Regions from separate parts of the Mus musculus genome. Here region 1 is linked to region 2. A link is a contact called in public Hi-C data. All regions are on one chromosome and are shown on one strand. Each heading gives the region's core, a stretch centred on a gene start, on an enhancer-like site or on the middle of the called end of the contact. The rest is flanking DNA. Distances are from core to core; before and after follow the strand shown.

Region 1 (5,821 bases), core at 3,208-5,707, 75 kb before region 2:
GCCACCGCTCTTCGTAAAGGTCAGCAGCTCGCCTCCCTCCTCCCCCGCAACAGCTGTTTTTCCAGGCAGCGCACACCTGTTAATCTTTCTCTAATGGACCATCCATCACTCCCAAGAGCATTTTTTCCGGGAGAGAGGCAGGCTGGAGAGAGGCAGACAGATGAATATAGACAAGTGGGAGGCGGGGGCTGGGGGGGTGAGAGAGGGGTGGGGCATATGGAGGGATGGCCAGGGGAGGGGCCAGGGGCAGGACTGGGGGCCAGGTGGACCAACAGACAGATGATGGTGAGCAAAAGCCCTGCTATAGACATAGGAACAGTGCTCTTGGGATGTAGCCCAGTGGGTAGACTGCTTATCTAACATGCATGGGGGTCCTAGGTGCAATTGCCATCATCCCATTAATCTGGTTGCATGCACCTGTAATCTCAGCACTCCAGAGGTTGGTGGCAGGAGGATCAGAAATTCAAGGTCATTGTTGGCTACATATTGGGTTCAAGGCCAGCCTAGGCTACATAAAATCCTATTTTAGGAAGGAAAGGGGGGTTTGACTGAGACAAAGTGACATGACAGATGTCAGAGAGAACTTCAGGAAAGGAGAGACGTCATAAAAATCACAGCAGACAAACAGTCAGACAGATGACAGACAGTAAGAAGTCTAACAGGGATGCCCAACATGTACCCTGTGAAAAAGCAGGTGTCCAGGTCAGAAAATACCAGCCTATGTCTAGAAGGCACAGGGGTTTCTTCTAGCCCAGTGCTGGGCTTAGTGGCCCTAGACTGTCCAGTCTTAGGCCACCTCTACAGGGATCCCAGCCTAGCTCCTTGGTGACAAAGATGGCAGGTGTCAGCTAAATTCCTCCCCAGGGCAGGCGTGCAAGGCACTTTCTATGTACCAGTCATGTGAGCTCCAATCTTGCCTACACTGTCTGCATTTAACAGGAAATGTGTGGCTCAGACAGAAGTTACTGCTCTTGACCAGGCCAAGGTGGTGTCCACTCTGGAGTCATGTCCCCTCCCTCTGCTCTGAACCATGTGCCATCACCTGGCCATGTTCTAGAAGAAGTGTGTTGCTCAGACATCAGTTCCCTTCTAACACACCTTCCATGGCTCTCCACTGCACTGAGACATGTCCTTGAGGCCTTCAGTAGACAAGCAGCCCTCCTGTCCCATGGACTGTCCGCCACACCCTTTGCACGCATCCTTCTTGAAAGCTCTGAATCCTGCCCCTCCCTTGTCCTCATCTTTCTAACGATGGCTTATGGTTAATCCTTTAAGATCCATGCTCAGTGCTGTTTCTTCCAGGAACTCCTCCCTGGCTGTGACCCATATTGGTACCTCTCTGTCTTTCTCATAAGACCCTCACAGAGTTAAAATGTCAGGCGCTACACCATCTCCTAATCTTCTTCCCAGAGTCACCTTAAACCTAGGTTACTTGGTGGGGGCTACACAATGAGCTTTGAGTCACCCATGACTGGCGAGACCTTGAACACCTTCCCCTGGGAGCTGGAACCAAAATGGTCCTACATCCTGGAGTCTCAGTCGGTAGCAGCCTGGAGACTCAGGGGATCCCTGCTGCTGCCCACTCCATGCAAAGTTCTTCCTTTCACTCTCTACCTTGACCAGCCTTCACTGAGGCCAAGGTGAGGCTTCAGGGTGGCCCTGCCCAGCTTGAGAGGAGCACCAGCTCTAGTCAGAGATACCAAGGCCGAATCTACTCTAAGTATCTTCCTGGCCCTGGGTCCCACCTCTACTGTCATTGTCCACGGCTGCCCTCTGCACCCCAGAGCCAGCTCTGCTAGCTGCATGTCAGGTCACGTGGGCAGCCTATGCACCTTCCTCAGTTTCCCCATCTGCCCATCTTCCCAGTGGGGATGAGACACATACCCTGCCTGCCCTCCATGGCTTCTATGAAGACAGAGCCCAGCAGCCAAGTGGCCCTGACCCCTTTGATGGTCACACAACTCAATCAGAGATTACCTACCCCAGGAGTGTGGACTTCTCAAATCTCCGAAAGTCCCCTGGAGATTTCTTCTTTTCCGGAATGGGAACTGAACCTAGGACATGCTAGGCAAGTGCTCTGCCATCAAGGCATGCCCTGCCCTTCTGGGGAATTCTCTCCCTCTTCATGAGACACATGTCGGTCCCTGACTGGCTGACATTCTTTCACCTGCCACCTCCTCCTAGGCCAGTCCCGATAAGGAATATCCACAGCCATAGGGACCTTGAACAAATTGTTCCTGGTGACAGCTCTCCGTTATTTGAGCAGCAGTGACCATGCTAAAGGCCGTGAGCATCTGGACTGAGCTCCCTATAATTAGGGAGGCAGGGGTGACAAGGCAGAATGTCACCACCTGTCCCTTTGCAGTGATCAGAGTTCTCTGCAGGCCTGGGTGGGGTACAGGGCCCAGTGGAGGTGGCAGGGAAGGACCCTCTGATACTCTCCCCTTCCTTCCTGCATGCCATCTGCAACCCTGGGCCACCTCTCTCTGTGGGTGCCACCTCAGTGGGGGACGCTCAAAATAAACCTGGGGGCGGATCAGTTTCCCCGCAGAGAGATGTCTGAGAGCCCAGGGCGAGGAACGAAAATACCAACAGGCCCTGCGCAGAGCTCCGCTGAACAATGGCTGCCACTCGGAGCTGCTTTAAAAAGAATGGTTTAAAAATGCTTCCTCCTCCTCCTCCTGGCTTCTTCTTTAATTAATTTTTGAGGCTCCAGACAGTGGATGGTAAACTTACCCAGGCTGGTGGCAGAAGGCTCATACAAAAAAAAAAAAAAAAACCTGCTAGTAATGGCAGAGTCCTAGGTGCCTACAGGACACCGGAATTCACATATCTGCCCTTCCAGGGGCAGTGGAGAGGGTCTGGCTTATCAGTAGACAGAGACACCGGCTAGATAAGCATGTGACTTTCCTAGGGCCACCCTGTCTGTCAGCTGCAGAACCAGGGTTGGAACTCAGGCCATAAACAAACAACGTGGCCTCTGAACAGTGGCCTTCCAAGTGTGAAAACAGGAAGCAGTGACTAACACTGGCTTAGGAAACACACATGAGGACTCAGGGACACCCTGCTCTCTCTAGGCCTGGGGCTTAGTAGGTTCCCAGGAAGCCCTAAGGTAGCCCTACGGGAAGACATCGCTCTGTTGAAGTTACAGATGAGATCAGGGGAGACCCTCCAACTGACTAGAGCCTCTTCCAACCAGGTGGGGATTCCAGGTGGGTGGGGACTTCAGCATCACATGACTTCTGCTGTCCCAAGGGAAGAGGCTCTGGCAGCCATACAGAGGTGCTCAATGGGTAAACGTGTAATTAAACAAATGGTTTTATTGTTTGTTTTTGTTGTTGTTTCAAGGCAGGGTTTCTTTTAGTAGTCCTGACTGTCCTGGAACTTGCTCTGTAGACCGGGCTAACCTCAAACTCAGAGGTCCACCTGCCTCTGCTTCTGAGTGCTGGGATTAAAAGTAGGCACTACCATGTCTGGCCAAAAGCAAATGTTTAAGGAAAGCAAGCCTGCTCAAGTGGGATGTGGCAGGTACAAGGGACAGGAGCTAGAGGAGAACCTGAGCAGACTCACATGGGGACCATGACTGGCTGGAGGTCAAGCCAGGAGGGCAAAGGAAGAGTTGCCTTGGCTATGGTGTTGCCTGGGAGGGGGACTTGGTCTCAAGAATTCAGAGACCAGTGGAAGCTCAGGTAAACCCAAAAGAGCCCCGATCTTTAGTGTCTGCCAATTTCCATGGTGTAAACACTTTCCCCATAACCCCATAATAGTTTCAAGCAAGCAACTATTTAACAACTGCTTGCTAGATTCCCAAGTGTGAGAAAACTGGCTCTCACCAGCTGGTTCTAACAAGCCAGAGACAGTGCCTGACTCAGGTATAGCAGGGTGCAGAGACTAGAGCCAGATGCCCCAAAGCAGCTCTTTCCATAGAGCCTTTCCCCAAGAGCGAAAACCCTGCTGAGTCTCTGCATTCTGACAGTCCAGGGCCTTGAGGCAAAGTATAGGCCTCTCCTCTCACCAGCTTCCCCCCTGCAGAAATCCCACCCAGCAGCCCTCCCCAAAGATCTTGTTAATTAAGTCAGAATAGCTGGCAAGCCTGCAGTACCAACTGAGTGTCGGGTGCCCGCCCCAGGGGCTGCATTTAACTAAATTGAATGAAGCCTGTGTTTGGTGAGCTAATGAGCAGAGACAGGAAGAGTGTGGCCCACTCCAGGCACAGGAGAGGGCTTAGCTGAACTACGATGACTCCAAAGCCAAGGGGGTCCAGGTTCTAAATCCTGCTAGAGTATCAATGTTGCCACGGGAAGTGGGTTCGAACCAGACTGCTGGCTAGCTGTGGGACCTCGAGTCAGTAGGCTGGGCATAGCCAGCTGGCAAGTGGGGGTGCCCCACCAGGCTGAAGAACAGGCCAAGGAAGCCACGCCTCCAAAAACAAAGACTAGCAGACAGGAGCCAGGGAATTGGGTCATTCCAAATGGTGCCTGGATCTGACAGGCTGTTACCCCAGGAGTAGCCTATAGACTGCTGACTTCAGGCAGCCTAGGAGGAAAAGCAATGGGCCCTGAGTCTCAACCCCTGAGTCCTATGCTGTCAAGCCTCAGTTGTAATCCGCTCACCCTGCAGATACCTCAGACCATCTTGACCCCTTGAATGTGGCCTTGGGCAAAGTGCTGAAACCATATGGAAGGGTTAGACTCTACTCTAGCCAGGCTCAGGGAGACCTGGGTATGCCCTTGCCCAACCTGAACCCAGGGCTCCATGCCAGCCTGTTTCTCCATCCCCCACTCAGCCCAAACCCTGTATCCCCACTTGCCTGTTCATGGTGCTCGATGCCCATGCTGACAGTGTTAACCAGAATAGCCATCATGATGCCTCTGTTGAAGTACTTGCTGTCCACAATGCCCCGCAGCTTGGCCCGTGTCTCTCGCCACACATCCCCACACAGTCGGGCTGCCCCGTCCTCCTGTTCCTCCTCCTTCCCCAAACCTGAGGAGACCCCATCCTCACTGCTTTGGGGTCCATCGCCATTGGCTTCAGCCTCTGCAGAACCGCCAGAACCTGAGCCTTCCTGGCCCGAGTCAGTGCTGCCCAGGCCAGAGGGCCGCCTGCCTGCCTCGTGCTGGCAGCGAGGGCAGCTGCTGGGATCGGAGGCCAGAATGGCAGAGATGGGCTGCACCAGTGTGTGGGGAGTGGTGTCCAGGGGACTGTGTCGTGGGCACAGCTCTGAAAAGCAAATGGGGGGGGCAGCATTAGTGTCTAAACTAGGTCCCCACCTCCCCCAGGGACACTGTGTGAAACAAGCTGACCCCACACACAGGCTCATCATACTTCAGTCATGCTAATGGTTGGTCACCTTTGACCTTGACCTTGGACCTGTCACACAGCAAATGTTCCCAGGCACAGGTATGGGGATCTGGGGACTGCAGGTCTGGATGGAGAGTGGACACCACTCGGAGGAAGCTATAATGACTTTGACATTCCTTACTTTGCCCAGCTGTGTGAAGTGGGGAAGACCGGACTGAGGCAGACTCTGGGAGCTCCCAGGAATTCACCCCACGACAGTGAGAGTCAGGCTAGATTGGGGACAAGGGACAGGAAGGGTGACAGCAGATAAGGCCTGAGACTTTCAACCCCCAACTGGCCTTGGATTTGTATAAACCATTTCAAAGAGGTGTTGGGAAGGGTTCCCTGTAGCTGGTTTGGCGGCTTCTCCTCCTCCTCCTCTTCCTCCTCCTCCTCCTCTTCCTCCTCCTCTTCCTCCTCCTCTTCCTCCTCCTCTTCCTCCTCCACCTCCTCTTCCTCCCTCTCCTCTCCTCCTCTTTCT
Region 2 (5,930 bases), core at 3,301-5,800:
GTGTCACAGCCCACATCATTTGTGGACACTTACAGCATGCCAGGCACCCGATCACAATCCAGAGAATCACGCGTATTTGTTCTCTCCTGCAGGGAGGGAAGCGGAGGCATAGGAAGAGGAAGGGTTTCTCTCAAGGTCAGAGACCACTTAGCAGAAGATCTGGGAAGCCCAACTGCGGATTGTGAGTTAGCAAGTTGGCCAGGTCCCCCTGTCCCTGTCCCTGACCCCAGATATCATCCTGTTTGCTTGCAGTGGCCCTTGGCCCTGTGCTGGTTTGAGCAAGCAAGGTTGCTCCTGAATCTCCACGGGGCATTTGAACATCTCCCAGCTGGTGCCTTTGCTGATCGCTTCACCCACTTTGCAGTAATTAGGGCTTAGGGTCTCATTTGAAATAACAACTCGGGGGCAGGTGGTCACTGATGGGAGTGAGGTGGGTCCCACTGGACCAGGAATCCTAGAGTCCAGGCCGAGCCCAGCCCCCTTCCCCACAGCCCTTTTCATCTCCACCTGTGAAAAACTCGGAGGAGGATGCTGCCCGTCTCCCTCTCAAAGCAGATAACAAATGGAGAGAGATTTGGAAAGTACTTTAATGAAAGGAAAACAGCTTCCCCCTCCAAGGCCCCATGCTAGGTACTGCAGAGATACTTCTAAGTCTCGCAAAAAAATCCTTTAAGGTGGAAGCATTATCCCAATTACAACAAGCTGAGCTCCGCATGCTGAGTGGCCTGCCCCTCCCAGCCCCCAATCAAGGGCCTGCTTATGACTTTCCTGGCTGGGATAAAAGCTTGGAGGGAGAGAGGCTAAGGCCTTAACCCAGCCCTTGCTGCTCAGTAGGTCAGGGTGCACAGCAGGGAGGTGGGACAAGAACCCGATGTCCATCTCAGGATGCATCATTAGCCAAGGCCAGCAGAAGGGGACAGCTAGCTCAGGGAGGACCCTGGGCATAAAGGTCTCTTCTGATCCCAATCCTGAAGAGACACTGGCTCCAAGCCCCCGCCCCTGTACTCTCAGGTACACACTTCTCCTCCCTCTCTTCTGTTCAAGAACCCCAAGTTGCCAGCACATGCTTAGGGGTGCCCAATGACCACGTGTCCAACACCCCCGTGAGCCATCCAGAGCCCAATTCTCACACCCAGAGCACAGGAGAATATGGAGATGTGCAGCTCTGTCTCCACAATGACCTCAGCAAGGAAACCAGACCCTGCCTAAGGCATTGAAGCCCCCCTAGAAGGCCCATTTGGCCTGCTCCCTTCTCTCACCTCTGGGTTCTAGCGACCAGAATGAGGCCTGGCACTCAGTAGGTGCTTTACTAAATCAGAAATCCAGGTTTATTTTTCTTCTCTTCTCTGGCTGGCAGCTTAGGATGAGGAAGGCTTGCCCCGCATCTCTCAGATTTCAGGACCCACAGGCCTGCAGACCAGGGATTCCCAGATGCTCACACAGGAGCCTGCGCCCACACAGCTGTGGAGTCCCAGCCCAGACCTAACACCAGGGTGAACAGAGGGCACTACACAAGGCACACTCCGGGAACATGTGGGTAGAAAATATTCTCCAGAAAGGAGAGAGGGAGGGAAGAGATGAAGTGGGGGAAAGAGGGGGGGGGGGGGAGAAGGGATGGAGGAGCCAAAACCAAGGGTGGGAAATGGGCCCTGATCTCCCCTCCTCTAGACCTACACACACACACACACACACACATACACACACCCCAACCCAGCATCTACTCTTTGCAGGCCGTTTTGAAGCATCCTAAATGCAGTGCTGGGGAGTCGGAGAACAAGACAATGATGAGAGGCAGTGAAACCGCACCAGCCTTTATCATCACCTCGGCAAGAGAGCTCTAATCTGCTGGGGGTGGCCTCTGTGGGGGAAGGGCACGGCCCAGAGTCTGTCCTGGGAGCTGCACTTGGGGTATGGGGATGAACGGTAGGGACAGAGCAGGAGATGTGGCCAGACTGTGTGTTCTGAGCACGTCTCTTGAGTTCAGAAGCACTTGGAGGTTTTAGGGTACCGCTTGCAGTAGCCGCTTCCCAGGATGGGTGAATGACAAGCAAGTCCTCTATGGTGGAGAGTCGACTAGGGTGGAGGAGTGAGCGGGAGGTTCCTACAGCAAAACCCCACCCACTTGCCCAAGGTCAAGGGGAGTCAACCTGCGGGGATAAAGACTTGCCGGCGCCCCCTGGCGGACTTAGAAGATACCCTCACTGGTCCAGTCTTGCAGAAGCTATTGATTCAAGAGCCAAGTGGGGAAGGCAGACAAGGAGGTTAGACAGGAACTCAGGTAAGAAGGGTAGAGAACTTCAGTCGAGGGAAAGAGGGGCCTCCAGACAGGCTTTTAGCCCCTCCCCCAAACTGTTCTAGCTGCCTGAGGAGCCTCCTGCTCGCAGGCACTGCTCTGAGCAGCCGTAGTGATTCCCTCAGGCCTTCTACGGTTATGGAAGGTTCTCCAGTTGGGTGCCAGGCCAGCGCAGGGTCCCCTTCTTGTCTCTTCATCCACCCCTAATCTGCTGCCCCAAGCTTAGTTCTAGCTCATATCTTCCTATCCCATCCTGACATCTCACCCACTGATACCCCGTGCCTGGAAACCACTACTGCCCAGGCCCAGGACTTGGAGCCCAAACAGAAAGTTTGTCCCGAGGGGTGGACAAGAGTTTTGAAGGAGTCCTTGAAGCTGAGTCCGGATGTTGATTCACGAAGTGATTCCAGTTTAGTGAGTGAGAACCAGAAGACAGGCCTGAACCCCCTCAGCAAACCTTTTCCCCAGCCTGGCCCTGGGACCCATACCCTTCCTTGTGTGTGGCATTTGAGTCTGCAGGCAGTGGTAGAATCTGCAGAGACAAATCTCCCACACAATGAGCAATGAGGAAAGGACTGCTCAGGCCAGCCTGAGCCCTCCATTCTAGGACGGCAGTCACATGCGAAGCAGACCCTGTCACACTACGCAGACACAGAGAGGCAGGCTCTCTCTCTCTCTCTCTCTCTCTCTCTCTCTCTCTCTCTCTGCCTCTCTCCTTTTTTCTGTCATACACACACACACACACACACACACACACACGCATGCACTCACACCTACACACATGCATACAACTCAAAACCCAGACTCCACAGGCCAGAATACATTCAGGGGTCTCTCCTTGGACCCCGATCTCCTCTCAAAAACCTAAGATCCTGCTGAGAAAGGACAGAGCACAGGGGCTGGCCGCTGTCTCCGCTGGGCCTATTTCTGAGCCCCCTCCCCCAGGCTTCCTGACCTCCCAGAAAAGAGATCTACCCACCCCCTGCTGAGCCCTCTTGCCCCTTCACTCCACACACACCATCCAACAGACAATTAAATCCCAATCATCACAAACACTCATTATATAACCTTCTCCCTGGCAGCTGAGGACTCCTCTTGGCCCCTTGGACTGCCCGCTCCAACCCGACCTGGCTTCATGCAGCGCGACCTAGGTGGGCGCCTAGGGTGACTGGCGAAGGAAGGGCCCTCCACCACCCGGCCTGGAGGAAAGTTAAACCCTGCCCGGGGTTCTCTCACTCAATCCCGCCCGCCGTCCTCCGTCTCTAGCTAACGCTCCTAGCTCAGCCCTGCCGGACACTGGCACCAGCTCTGATCCAGCTGGTCGCAGAGCCGCAGCAGAGGGACAGCAGGACGGACGGACAGACCGCCCGGGCCCCCGCCAGCAGCCTGACTTGTTGAATAAATTTCTGCAGCGCTGGTTGAGCCGGCTTTGGGTTTCAGTATTGGCACCAAGAGAACTTTCGTGGCCTTGGAGAGGGGCCCCGGTCAAAGTTCCCTGTCCTTCCAACGCAGGGCCCCCACCCCACCCCCCAAGCAAGGGATGTGACGCCCACCTGATGGGTACGCGCGGGCGGGTGAGGGGGATCAGTCCCCAGAAATAATAAATAAATAAATAAACAAACAAAAACGCCTCTATAAAGAAAGAGCCCGACGCGCCAAGAAACCAAGCTGGGGGCTGAGCCTCTCCTTCCCCCTCCACCGTCACTGCCTCCCCTACCTTGGCATGGACGTGGCTGGGCAGCGGGGTCGTCCCGGGCAGAGATGCGGGGGTGACGCGTGTCCCCGAAGCCGGCGTGGAGAGGGACCCCGCGCCCCGCCGGCCCCACGCCTCAGATTCCGGGATCAGCTGCGCCCCCGGGGCGAGGGGGGCGGCGCACGCAGGGTGGCGGGCCCGGGGGCGCGGGCCATGGCGGGCGGGTCGCCGCGGCTCGGGGCGGGTGGCGCGGACGAGCGGCGGACCGCGCGGAGTTGGAGCGCGCGGCGGGCGGCGGGCGCGCGGCGCTCCGGGCCGGGGGCGGGGGCGCGGGGCCGCGGCAGGGCAGGTGCGGGGCGGCAGGCGCGGCGGAGCGCGGGGTCGGGTCACCCGGGTCCCCGGCTTCGGCGCCCCTGGCGCCCCCGGCCCGGACTCGAGGCGCAAAGGGGCTGCGCGCGACGGGGGCTGCGGAGGAGCCGGAGCGCCAGGCGGTGCGGGGACGTGCGGCGGCGGCGAGACCGAGCCGCGCCGCGTGCGAGGAAAAGCCGTCCTTATACTGACACCAAATGTCTTCGGGGAAAGCTGCAGGCTCGGGGCGCTGGAGGGGGAGGTGTGCGGGCGACAGACTGAGTGACGGTGGCGCGACTGAGTCCCCTCCGGAGAGGCGGGAGCCCCCGGGAGTGCAGCCACCTCCTAACAATTTAGGGTCGCACCGCTGGGGAGGGTCCTGACCCTTTTGGCCCTGGGCTTTGTCCATCATGCGTAAAAACGGGAGAGCCTTTGAATGAGCAGCCCAGGTGCCTAACGCTTATTGGTCTTGTTACACTTCGGATTCTCACTGGGCTTCCTGTTGGGGTGCTTGCTCCACTGCCCAATGAGGGGGTCACCAGCATAATGCTCGAACCGGTCTCCAAAGGTCGTTCAGAAACCCAAGTTCCCACCAAGCTTCCCATTCTGGTCCCACTTCTTCCTGCCCTTCAAGATGGACGCAAAAGACCACCAGCAGTGGCCGTTGCATGCCTGTAATCCCAGAAGAAGCAGGCAGACCTTTAAATTCGAGATTATCCTTAGTCCATAAAGCCAGTTCCAGGCCTACATAATGAGAACCCAATCTCAAAAAAAGAAAAGGAAAATCCTACCTCCTTTTAAAAGCTTCTGAGTGACCTACACGCCCCCCTCCCGTCCACGAGGTGAGCAGATGCCCATCTTTACCCAGCTGCAAGGTCAATCTTCCACCTCACCCCTGGGCAGCTGAGAGACCATGAAATGGGCACCCATCTCTCTTGTTTTCTGCAGCACCAACTCCCCAATCCCAGCCCTCTTACCAGGTAGCCCCACCTCCCCCCTGCATGGGTTATAGACTCCAGGAAGGAGTGTGCAGGATTGTGAGCCCTTTTCATTGGTTCCTATGTATATAAGCAGATTAAAGGTATCGAGATCCTGCCAAATGCCAATCAACTGCTTGTTTTCCCTGGGACCCTGGAACAGGGCACCTCATTTTGCTGTCAACAAAACTTGAGACTAGAGATGAGCCTTAAGCCAGAGGTCGCTCTGCTGGAGAGCAGCCGCCCCATGTATGAAGTGGGTGCTCCCCGGTCCATACCCACTGTCAGTTTGTCTTAGCTTTCTGCTGCTGGAATGGTAGGACATTGACCAACAGCAACTCTGGGAGGAAAGGGTTTATTGGGCTTTAAGCAGCCATCATGCAGGAAGCTGGAGGCAGGGACTGAAGCAGAGGCTACCAGAGGGCTGCTGCTTCCTGACTTGTTCCTGGTGGCTTGCTTAGCTTGCTTTCTTATACAACCCAGGACCACTTATCCAGGGGTGGTACCACAGCGGGTTTCGGTTAATCCAGAAAACAGCCCACAGCTGTGTCCGCAGGCCAATCTAAGGAAGCAGTTCCTCACCTGAGCTCTCCTCCTTCTAGGTGTCTCTAGTTTGTGT

What was found. Hi-C and Micro-C count contacts between places; a contact is called where the count stands out from the background.
Region 1: a contact with region 2 is called in a Hi-C map of the N1E-115 cell line, with 6 times the contacts expected there. The contact joins the enhancer-like site here to the promoter of Cacna1i in region 2. A contact is called at or near these places in 7 of 39 promoter capture datasets (the 3T3-L1 cell line, embryonic stem cells, epiblast stem cells and 3 more), 2 of 15 datasets of contacts at CTCF or cohesin (the NIH/3T3 cell line and large pre-B cells), 8 of 484 Hi-C or Micro-C datasets (B cells, the N1E-115 cell line, Th17 cells and 3 more), 5 of 115 datasets of contacts at active chromatin or transcription factors (embryonic stem cells, forebrain and neural progenitor cells) and 5 of 9 other capture datasets (adipose tissue, embryonic stem cells, liver and 2 more).

The regions. Positions count from the first base shown.
Region 1 is chr15:80,361,262-80,367,082 of GRCm38.p6, reverse strand. Cacna1i (calcium channel, voltage-dependent, alpha 1I subunit) reads right to left here. Exons shown (of 37, transcript NM_001044308.2): 10 at 4,811-5,220. Among named protein-coding and RNA genes, the nearest start is that of Gm41363, 36 kb to the left of the region's middle. Within about 2 kb of position 4,457, at least 14 of the 459 cell types and tissues checked have an H3K27ac peak or open chromatin away from gene starts, as enhancers often do. A contact at or near this core is called in the N1E-115 cell line, where this site is marked.
Region 2 is chr15:80,285,858-80,291,787 of GRCm38.p6, reverse strand. Cacna1i (calcium channel, voltage-dependent, alpha 1I subunit) reads right to left here and starts at 4,550. Exons shown (of 37, transcript NM_001044308.2): 1 at 4,011-4,550. Gm31319 (a long non-coding RNA gene) reads left to right here and starts at 2,057. Exons shown (of 2, transcript XR_384257.3): 1 at 2,057-2,278; 2 at 3,376-3,920.